3 separate regions of the Mus musculus genome follow, and all the other regions are linked to region 1. Evidence: chromatin contacts called from public HiChIP or PLAC-seq data. All regions are on one chromosome and are shown on one strand. Each heading gives the region's core, a stretch centred on a gene start, on an enhancer-like site or on the middle of the called end of the contact. The rest is flanking DNA. Distances are from core to core; before and after follow the strand shown. Region 1 overlaps Mark1 (MAP/microtubule affinity regulating kinase 1). Region 2 overlaps Rab3gap2 (RAB3 GTPase activating protein subunit 2). Region 3 holds the start of Iars2 (isoleucine-tRNA synthetase 2, mitochondrial).

What was found. HiChIP or PLAC-seq counts read pairs in DNA pulled down with a chosen protein or histone mark.
Region 2: a contact with region 1 is called in a FOXA1 HiChIP or PLAC-seq map of pancreatic cancer cells. The contact joins two enhancer-like sites. A contact is called at or near these places in 1 of 484 Hi-C or Micro-C datasets (cerebral cortex) and 2 of 115 datasets of contacts at active chromatin or transcription factors (embryonic stem cells and pancreatic cancer cells).
Region 3: a contact with region 1 is called in a FOXA1 HiChIP or PLAC-seq map of pancreatic cancer cells. The contact joins the promoter of Iars2 here to the enhancer-like site in region 1. A contact is called at or near these places in 5 of 39 promoter capture datasets (cranial neural crest, embryonic stem cells, frontonasal cranial neural crest and 2 more) and 3 of 115 datasets of contacts at active chromatin or transcription factors (astrocytes, pancreatic cancer cells and stem cell-derived neural progenitor cells).

Annotation. Positions count from the first base shown.
Region 1 is chr1:184,910,675-184,913,374 of GRCm38.p6, reverse strand. Mark1 (MAP/microtubule affinity regulating kinase 1) reads left to right here. Exons shown (of 18, transcript NM_145515.2): 12 at 740-893; 13 at 1,186-1,379. Among named protein-coding and RNA genes, the nearest start is that of C130074G19Rik, 29 kb to the right of the region's middle. Within about 2 kb of position 1,339, at least 37 of the 459 cell types and tissues checked have an H3K27ac peak or open chromatin away from gene starts, as enhancers often do. A contact at or near this core is called in pancreatic cancer cells, where this site is marked.
Region 2 is chr1:185,228,646-185,231,345 of GRCm38.p6, reverse strand. The region is part of intron 2 of Rab3gap2 (RAB3 GTPase activating protein subunit 2); the gene reads right to left. Among named protein-coding and RNA genes, the nearest start is that of Snora36b, 13 kb to the left of the region's middle. Within about 2 kb of position 1,270, at least 132 of the 459 cell types and tissues checked have an H3K27ac peak or open chromatin away from gene starts, as enhancers often do. A contact at or near this core is called in pancreatic cancer cells, where this site is marked.
Region 3 is chr1:185,328,019-185,330,718 of GRCm38.p6, reverse strand. It overlaps Iars2 (isoleucine-tRNA synthetase 2, mitochondrial), which reads left to right and starts at 1,318. Exons shown (of 23, transcript NM_198653.3): 1 at 1,318-1,698. The coding sequence starts at 1,432. It also overlaps a transcript of Bpnt1 not described here.

The sequences.
Region 1 (2,700 bases), core at 90-2,589:
AGGTCAGGTTCACAGCCCCTACCAGAGCCATTAACTGTGCACTTCATCCTCTGAGCCTCAGTTTTCCTGTCTGTAAAATGTGGATAGTAACACTCAGCTCTTGGGGTCATTCATTGAAAAGGTTTAATATGTTAAACCTTGACCCTGCCTTACAATAGCTGCTAATGGGTCACTGCGCACGCTGCTGCTGTAGTGAACAGTGCCAGTCCCGAATCCCACCGCAGTGCCAGGGTTCACTCAGAGCTTCACAGCAGCACACGGCTGCAGACTGCAGAGAGCTTGTGTCTGTAAGCTTACCATGGTCAGGGCTGAAGGAAGTCATTTTCTAATCAGAGCCAACAGAATAAAGTGTGTTTTGTAAGTGCGGAAAAGCAAACAAAACAGTGTAATTTTAGTTGCAATTGTAAAATATGCTTAATAGCCCCTGTGTGCACATACATACCTGTACATGTATACACACACACACACACACGTGTGTGTGTGTGTGTGTGTGTGTGTGTGTGTGTGTGTGTGTGTAAGGCTTTAGATTTCATCCTGCCTGAATACCCATGGTGTCCTTGACCTTGGTTTTTCCACCTGGAGACGCATGTTAATGCATCCCGTGTTTGAGGCAATGGTTAGACAAGTAACCTGGTGTGTGGAACATGTCTGCTGTGCAGTTGCCATGTTTGAAGTCTCTTTTTAGTTTTGATTGTTCCTCATACAACATGGAATCGTTTTGTGACCTCTCTTCTCACAGTTCGAAGGTGGTGAGTCACTGTCCAGTGGGAGCTTGTGCCAGCGGTCGCGGCCGAGCAGCGACCTGAACAACAGCACCCTTCAGTCGCCTGCTCACCTGAAGGTCCAGCGGAGCATCTCGGCCAACCAGAAGCAGAGGCGCTTCAGCGACCACGGTGGGGAGCAAGTCTAAGAAGGGGGCATTCTGGCCCTGCCTAGTGTGCGCTGCCCAGCATGCTCTCATGTCCTCTCTCCCGGGGCCTTCTCAGACGGGCATCGCTGGGTGACTGACCGATCATAGGGTCTCTTCTGTGGGACCTGAACCAACTTAATTTCTCCTATAATCGATTTAATCTTAGTGGCGAGTGTAAAGCACACAGTGTGGATGTTGTTAGCATAGGAGGGTTCTATTGGCAGGAAGTATATGAGTTCTTTCCCAGCTAACCTTGCTGTTTGTACACATTGCAGCCGGCCCCTCCATCCCCCCTGCCGTCTCATACACCAAGAGGCCTCAGGCCAACAGCGTGGAGAGTGAACAGAAGGAGGAGTGGGGCAAAGACACAGCCCGCAGACTTGGCAGCACCACAGTGGGATCAAAGAGCGAAGTCACAGCCAGCCCCTTGGTGGGGCCAGACAGGAAAAAGTCCACAGCGAGCCCAAGTGTGAGTCAGAGCTCTCCTGTGTCAACACTTACACTCATGTGTCAGAAGTTTTTTTTATAAAATCTTGTCTTTTGTCTTTTTAAATGGTTCAAAGTGAATCATAATTTAAAAACCATGAGAAGGGGGGCAGGCAGACATCTTGTGAATGTAATAGAAGAAACATTGCAGAGAATTCTGTGTTGTTGTCATTGTCCTTGTTTGGAAGGCAGTTTCACTGGATAGCCCAGGCTGTCCTGGAACTCACAGCAACAGCAGTCCTACCTCAGCCTCTCAGCGCTGGAGTCTAGGCGAGAGGCCTGCTCCCAGCTCCCGTTCCTCAGCAAAGCATAGCCTCTCTTCAGAGTGCTACACTATATCCCTGCTCCTTTTGTCCTGCTTTTGTGATATTTATTTGATATAAATTGGTGAATTTAATCTTACATTTACAGGTAAACTGCTGTCTAAGGGCAGACTCATTAAAAATTTGCCAGCTTTCCTCCTGTGAGGTCTCCTAAAATGCCACACTCTAGAAATTAAATCAGGCACCAGAAGAGAGGCCACAGTAGTGTCCTGTAAGATAGCAGGAAGAAGAAAGATTAAAAAGTGTGTGTGGGGGGCAGGGGGTGAGTGAGAACAGGGTGGGTGAAATCTGGAGGTGAGTGAGGACAGGGTGGGTGAAATCTGGAGGTGAGTGAGGACAGGGTGGGTGAAATCTGGAGGTGAGTGAGGACAGAAAGCAAGGTGAGGAGTGGTTAGCCTTGTCGGTAGGAGAGCTGACGGCCATGAAGGAGCAGAGTTAAGTTACTTTCCGATATTTCATCAACAGTTTGCATATTAGAAGATGCAGTCGCATTTCGAAACTGTTGGAGAAGGAGAAAAACACTTTAGGCCTAGAATTTTATATCTAAACATGCTAACTATATTCTTAGGCATAAAATGTGTCAGCTGTTTGGCTACGCATTGACTATTTAAAACACTGCACTACTTAGGGTATCCTCACAAGAAGAGAAGATAACATGTTGCTGTAAAATATAGAAGCTAAAAGTAATCCAGTAACTTAGCAAGGGCCAGGAAGATGGCTCAGTGGATAAGGATGCTTGCCGCCATGCCTGACAAACTTGAGTTTCATCTGGGACCCCAGAGTGAGAAAATTGTCCTCTGATCTCTACACATGTACACACACACACACATGCACACCCATCACCCACCAACACACCTTCCTCTCAAACGGTATGGTTTCTGGTGCCAGTATTCTGTGTGGTAATTGAGACAATACTTTTTTCAAATATATAATCAGCTTAGCACTTCCTAGTCTAAAAAGTAGATGTGCATGCCACTTTCC
Region 2 (2,700 bases), core at 21-2,520, 320 kb before region 1:
TTTAATGATAATGCCTGCAGTGACTCAGAAAGAGTGGCATTATTGGACAGGTAGCCTTGCTGGAGTAGGTGCTACCTGGTTGGAGGAAGTGTGTCACAGGGGGTGGGCTATGAGGTGTCAGAAGATCAATCAGACCCATTGTCACTCTCTTGTCCTGCTCCTGTGGATCCAGACATAAAACTCTGAACTACCTCTCCAGCACCACGTCTGCCCGCTTGCTGCCATGCTTCTCACCATGACGATAATGGACTAAACCTCCTGAACTATAAGCCAGCCCTGGATAAATGCTTTCCTTTCCAAGAGCTGCCATGGTCATGGTGTCTTCCCAGCAATGAATCCCTGTGACACCCCTATGTGTAATCCCAGTTCCTTCAGTAACTGCCCCATGCTCTCACTTTTCCCTTCTTGGAAGTGTGATCAGCTGACGGAAAGGAACAAGGGTTCTTTAAGAATCCAGCTCAAGCAGCAGTAGAAATAGAAGCCGTGCATGAACAACAGAGATGTGTCTGCAGGAGTCCCTGTGTCAGAACTTTCAAGTCAAAGCAGATACAATCTGACAAAAATATACCAGGATAGGAACAATCAGAAAGCCACACCCCAGGCTGGACCACGATCAACTACTACTAGCTTTACCACGAAGCTGTACTTCCAGTTTATCAACAGGCAGTGAGCTGTACAGAACAACAAGCCATGAAGCCCAAGGCTTTGGTGCACATTTGGTAGGTAGCTGGCAAGATGCAGGTTCATTTTGTACCTGAGGCCCTTTGTCTACCAATTAAGTTTCTGAAAAACCCATCCACAATAAGGGGCCACAGACACTAATATTGCCCCCTTGAAGGCAGTGATCCTAAAATAACACCACCAACTGAAAAGGTGGTTAATTTCCCAAGTGAGGTGGGAAATTAAAAAGAAAGAAAACAAAGTACCCCACAGTAAAACAGCAAGTTTCCTACAAAACCAGACTCCAAGACTGGCAGTGCGTCCGTCACTATTGGGAGAGGGAAGAAAGCTGTTTCACTGCGGCCTGTATACCGAGGCTTTCCCTTAAGACCAGGGAGAATGTCTTCACCTGAACCAAGTGGGGAGCCACCACAGAGCCCCAGGAGAAGGCACCGTCTCTAACCCAGGCCGCTTCCATCACTCATCATTCTCCTTTCTTTGGTTTTAAGGCTGCAAGGTTGTTCAATGACTCTTTCTTCTAAGGTGTGTCTGATGATAAACCCACAGCACTGTGACCAGCCTTCAGCTGTAGGCAGCTGCCCCATGCTGATGAGTCATCGCTGGCCTGCTGTCTGTCGTTGTCTCCACTGCTGTGTGAAATGGCCACCACACAGCCAGCAGCAGCCTCACAGTGTGTACTTTTCACTGGGCTAACTTTCAAAGCTGTTTATACATTCTAGGGGCCAGCAACACCCAGTGTTCTCAGGGCCTGTCGGCACACTCACGGGTGTGCTCTAGAACTGTCTAGCAGATGGCCACTCAGACTCAGAGCTACTCACTCATACCTCCTGAAAGCAAGAGAGGTCACACAAAGCAAGGTCTCCGTGCTGCATCTCCTGGTAGTCTGCTTCTAATTTATGCTATGCCTAATGCTTTTCAAATTTCCATTCCCTTCCTTCCTTGTGGGGGGAAGCTGTAATGGGGCTTGTCTCTAAACAAAACTCTACAGAACAGTTCAAAATACTAAACAGAAAGAGCAAAGATGGCAAAGCTCTGTAGCCCCTGAGTCAAACCTACAGCTGTCTCACAGCGTGGAAAGATCAGAGTCCCAGCTGCTCAAGTTAAAGACCTTACAGTCCTTTCAAAACCAAACTGGGGCAAAGCATGAACTCTCTCTAATTTGGTTTAAATTTTTTTAAACCCTCTTACAAGTAAAACGAGTGACAAAAGCTTACATTCTGAATCTCAATTTTTAAAATTTGAGGAAGCCAGAAATTTTACATTTATTTTATAATCAACTAATTTAGGATTATTTGTTACGACCCCCCCCCCTTTTTTTTTCTTTTTTGGTGCTAAGGACTGAGCCCAGGGCCTTGGGCCCAACAGGCAAATGCACCCCAATTCTCTTGTTCTTTATGTCTACACTACTTACAGGCAAGTGTCCACTCACATGCCCCATCAATTGGTAATGATGACCATTAGTTTAGAGAGTGAAACACTCACATTTTTATGTAACGCCTGAGTTTTCTGCAGTTTTCTGCATGGAGGTAGTAACAGTGGAGCTGCAGAACTAACAAGCAAGCATGCGTCTCTGTTTCCTGGATAGATTGTAATACTAGATAGAAAATCTCTCTGCTCCACCAGGTTCCCTGTGGTCAAAAAAAGTACCAAATAATATTTAACCCAGAGACTGCCATTTAGTTCTTAGGCTAACACAACCAGTAAATAGTAACAATTAGTGTCTAGTTTAAGTAGAATAGATCTTATAAGTAAATCAAATGCTAAGGGCTTTAAATTGCTATCAGATTTTAGAAAAAAAAAAAAGCATGTACTCACCAAAATATTTATAAATGGAAAACATAAAGAGGTGTCCAATGTCAACCACAAGTGAAATAAAAGATTAAAACATTAATGAGCATTTGCACTGTCTTAAGATTAAAGTCTGCTAACATACTAAGGGTCCAACAATTTAGAACATACAAAAGATAGAACCCATTTTTAAAAAAATAAAAATAAAAAGCAATAACACACATGCATTCA
Region 3 (2,700 bases), core at 69-2,568, 420 kb before region 1:
TGACAGCGGCTGCTGACTCTGATTTGCCTCTTGCCCTAGCAGAGGCGTGGTTTTGCTACCTGTGGATAATTTCTGTGATTGTATGATATTTGAAATCAACTTTTCAGATGGTATATAAATGCTAAAGAGTGGAGACAGGGTGGCATAGTTGTGCTCACAGAGAAAATAAGATTGGGGTCTGTATCTCTTTTTCTCTCCTCTATCATTGTTCTTCTCCTATCTAGAGGTAGAGGATGAAACTGGGAGAATAAAGCATGGGAAAAGAATCCACAAAGTAGCTCAGACCAGCTACATATCTTCTCATAGGGTTTCCCAGAAAACAGCCTAGTTGATTGAATACAGCTAGTTGTTCTGGAGAGTTTGGTGGTAATGTTTTCTTCATGCTGCTGTGAGATGACAGCTGTCAGTCAGGTTCTCAAATGGGAAACTACAGTTCAGAGAACGGTATTGTAAATGCTGTCATTTACTACAGAGCAGGGGAGATGGTGGTACAAACAGGAGAATTCACAAAAACGCTTAAACACCGTGTATAATTCCAGGTGCGGGGGAAGGCCCGCATCCCCCGAGCCAGCTGCTTAGAAAGACTAACCATATGGGCCAGCTCTTTGTTTCTGAGAGACCCTAACTCCTTGAATGAGGTGAAAGAGGCATGGAAGATGATTCCCACCATCAACCTAGGACTTCCACATGCACACATAGATGCATGCCCACACATGCAAATATGCACACACACACACACGGAAATGAGAAGGCAAAACAGGCTGTATACTACCTCTGGCAGTCCACGTTTCCACTCTCTCGATACTTGCTACCAAACTTCATGCTTGTTCTAATCTATTAGATGGCTCTGTGTCATCCTGACTCCCAAAGGTGAGCATAGTTTTGCATTCATTGGCTATATTTTTTTTATGAATTGCCTGTGCTTACCTTTCCCCCCTTCCTTTATCTTGTTTGTAGTCACTTTCTATACATTTTTGTTAAAGTGTGGCACAAAAATGGCAAAATTACAGTTGTAAACCCGTGTAGCCCTGGCTGTCCTGCGGAGCTCATTCTGTAGACCAGGCTAGCCTCGAACTTGGAGACCCGACTGGCTCTGCCACCATGTGCTGGGACTAATCCCCTGCACCACCACTGCACGGCTTTAGCTTTGCTACTTTTGTTTATGACCCTGGACAAGTTAATTAAATGTATCTGATTGGGGAAAGCCGAGTGATAGTAAACACCTCTCTCTACCCCTACTAGACCTCATGAAAGACCTGTAGAGATACAGACTTCCAAGCCGGAAAACCCCGCCCTTGCTCTTGCCCCGCCCCTTCCGCCCCGGAGCGCGTGCGCAGTTCCTCGCCGCCGAGCTCTTCAAGGGTCTCTACCTTTAGGTACCGGGCGGCTGCCGTGGGCCGTGTGCGGAGGGCTCCGCCCGGCTCGTCCACCATGCACTGGGGGCTGTGCCCTCGCGGGCCCGGGGCGGCGGCGGTCGCCGCGGCTGGGAGCTTCTGGGGGCCAGCCCGTTTGCCCAGCCGCCTAGGGTGTCTGGGGATGACGAGGAGGCTCGTGGTACGATCCGTGGCCGGGGCGGACAGCCCCCAGAGCAGCTCGAAAGGCGGCAGATACCGTGACACGGTGCTGCTGCCGCAGACCAGCTTCCCGATGAAGCTGCTGGGCCGCCAGCAGTCCGACATGGAGCTGGAGATCCAGCAGGTACCGGACGCGGCCACCCGAGCAGGGCGGGGCGGGCCAGCTCTGCGGGAACCCTGCAGGCCGCGCGGCTTCCCCGGCGAGCGCCCAGCGGGCCGGGTTCCAAAGTGAAGCCCGGAGCCGCACCGAGCACCTTCCGATTTCCGCTCCCAGCGAGTCGGCTTTGCACACTTTTCCCTTTGTCACTTGTCAGAAAGTAGCCAGCGTGAGCATGTGTAAATGAAACTTCAGGAGTGGGCTGGAGAGGTAGCTCGGCGCCTAAGAGCGCTTGCCACCCTTGCGGAGGATCCGCGTTCCGTTTCCAGCACACAAGTCTGGCAGTTCACAACCACCTGTAACTCCAACTCCAGAAGATCCGATGCCTGACCTCTGTCTGCAGGCACCCGCGCTCGCGTGCACCACACACGAATAATCAAAGAGAAACTTAAAACTAAACTTAAAACATTATAAAAGTATTACCAAAGAAGGGAGGTTGAACCCCACCTTAGTCACATGTTTAGGTTTTTCACAGGAATCATGATTTCTTTGAAGGACAAAGTAGCGGCCCTTTTCTGGGTCCCCTGTGTCGTCGGTATCTGTCTCCTATGTCATACTGAATTTGCTAACGTCTGAGATTCATTCGTTAGTGTCTGCACACTAGAGTATTTAAGATATTTCTGATAATCAGGAATACTGCTTAAGTGAATAGCGTTAGCCTGAATATTCTTTGGATTTAGGGAATTATTGAGGCCAAAGAATTGAAAGAATAAATTACCAGTGTGTTTTGGGTGGCAGAGTGGACTGGGAATAGACAGGTTTTTCAGCAGGTCTGTATTGAGGTAGTGAATACTGAGAGACTTGCTAAGAATTTAGAGCCACCATGCCACATAAACGTTTACACTTTAGTCTGAAGAATTGTTGGGATTTTTGAAGACTACTGAAGGGCTGGAGAGATGGCTCAGTGGTTAAGAGCACTGATTGCTCTTCCAGAGGTCCTGAGTTCAAATCCCAGCAACCACGTGGTGG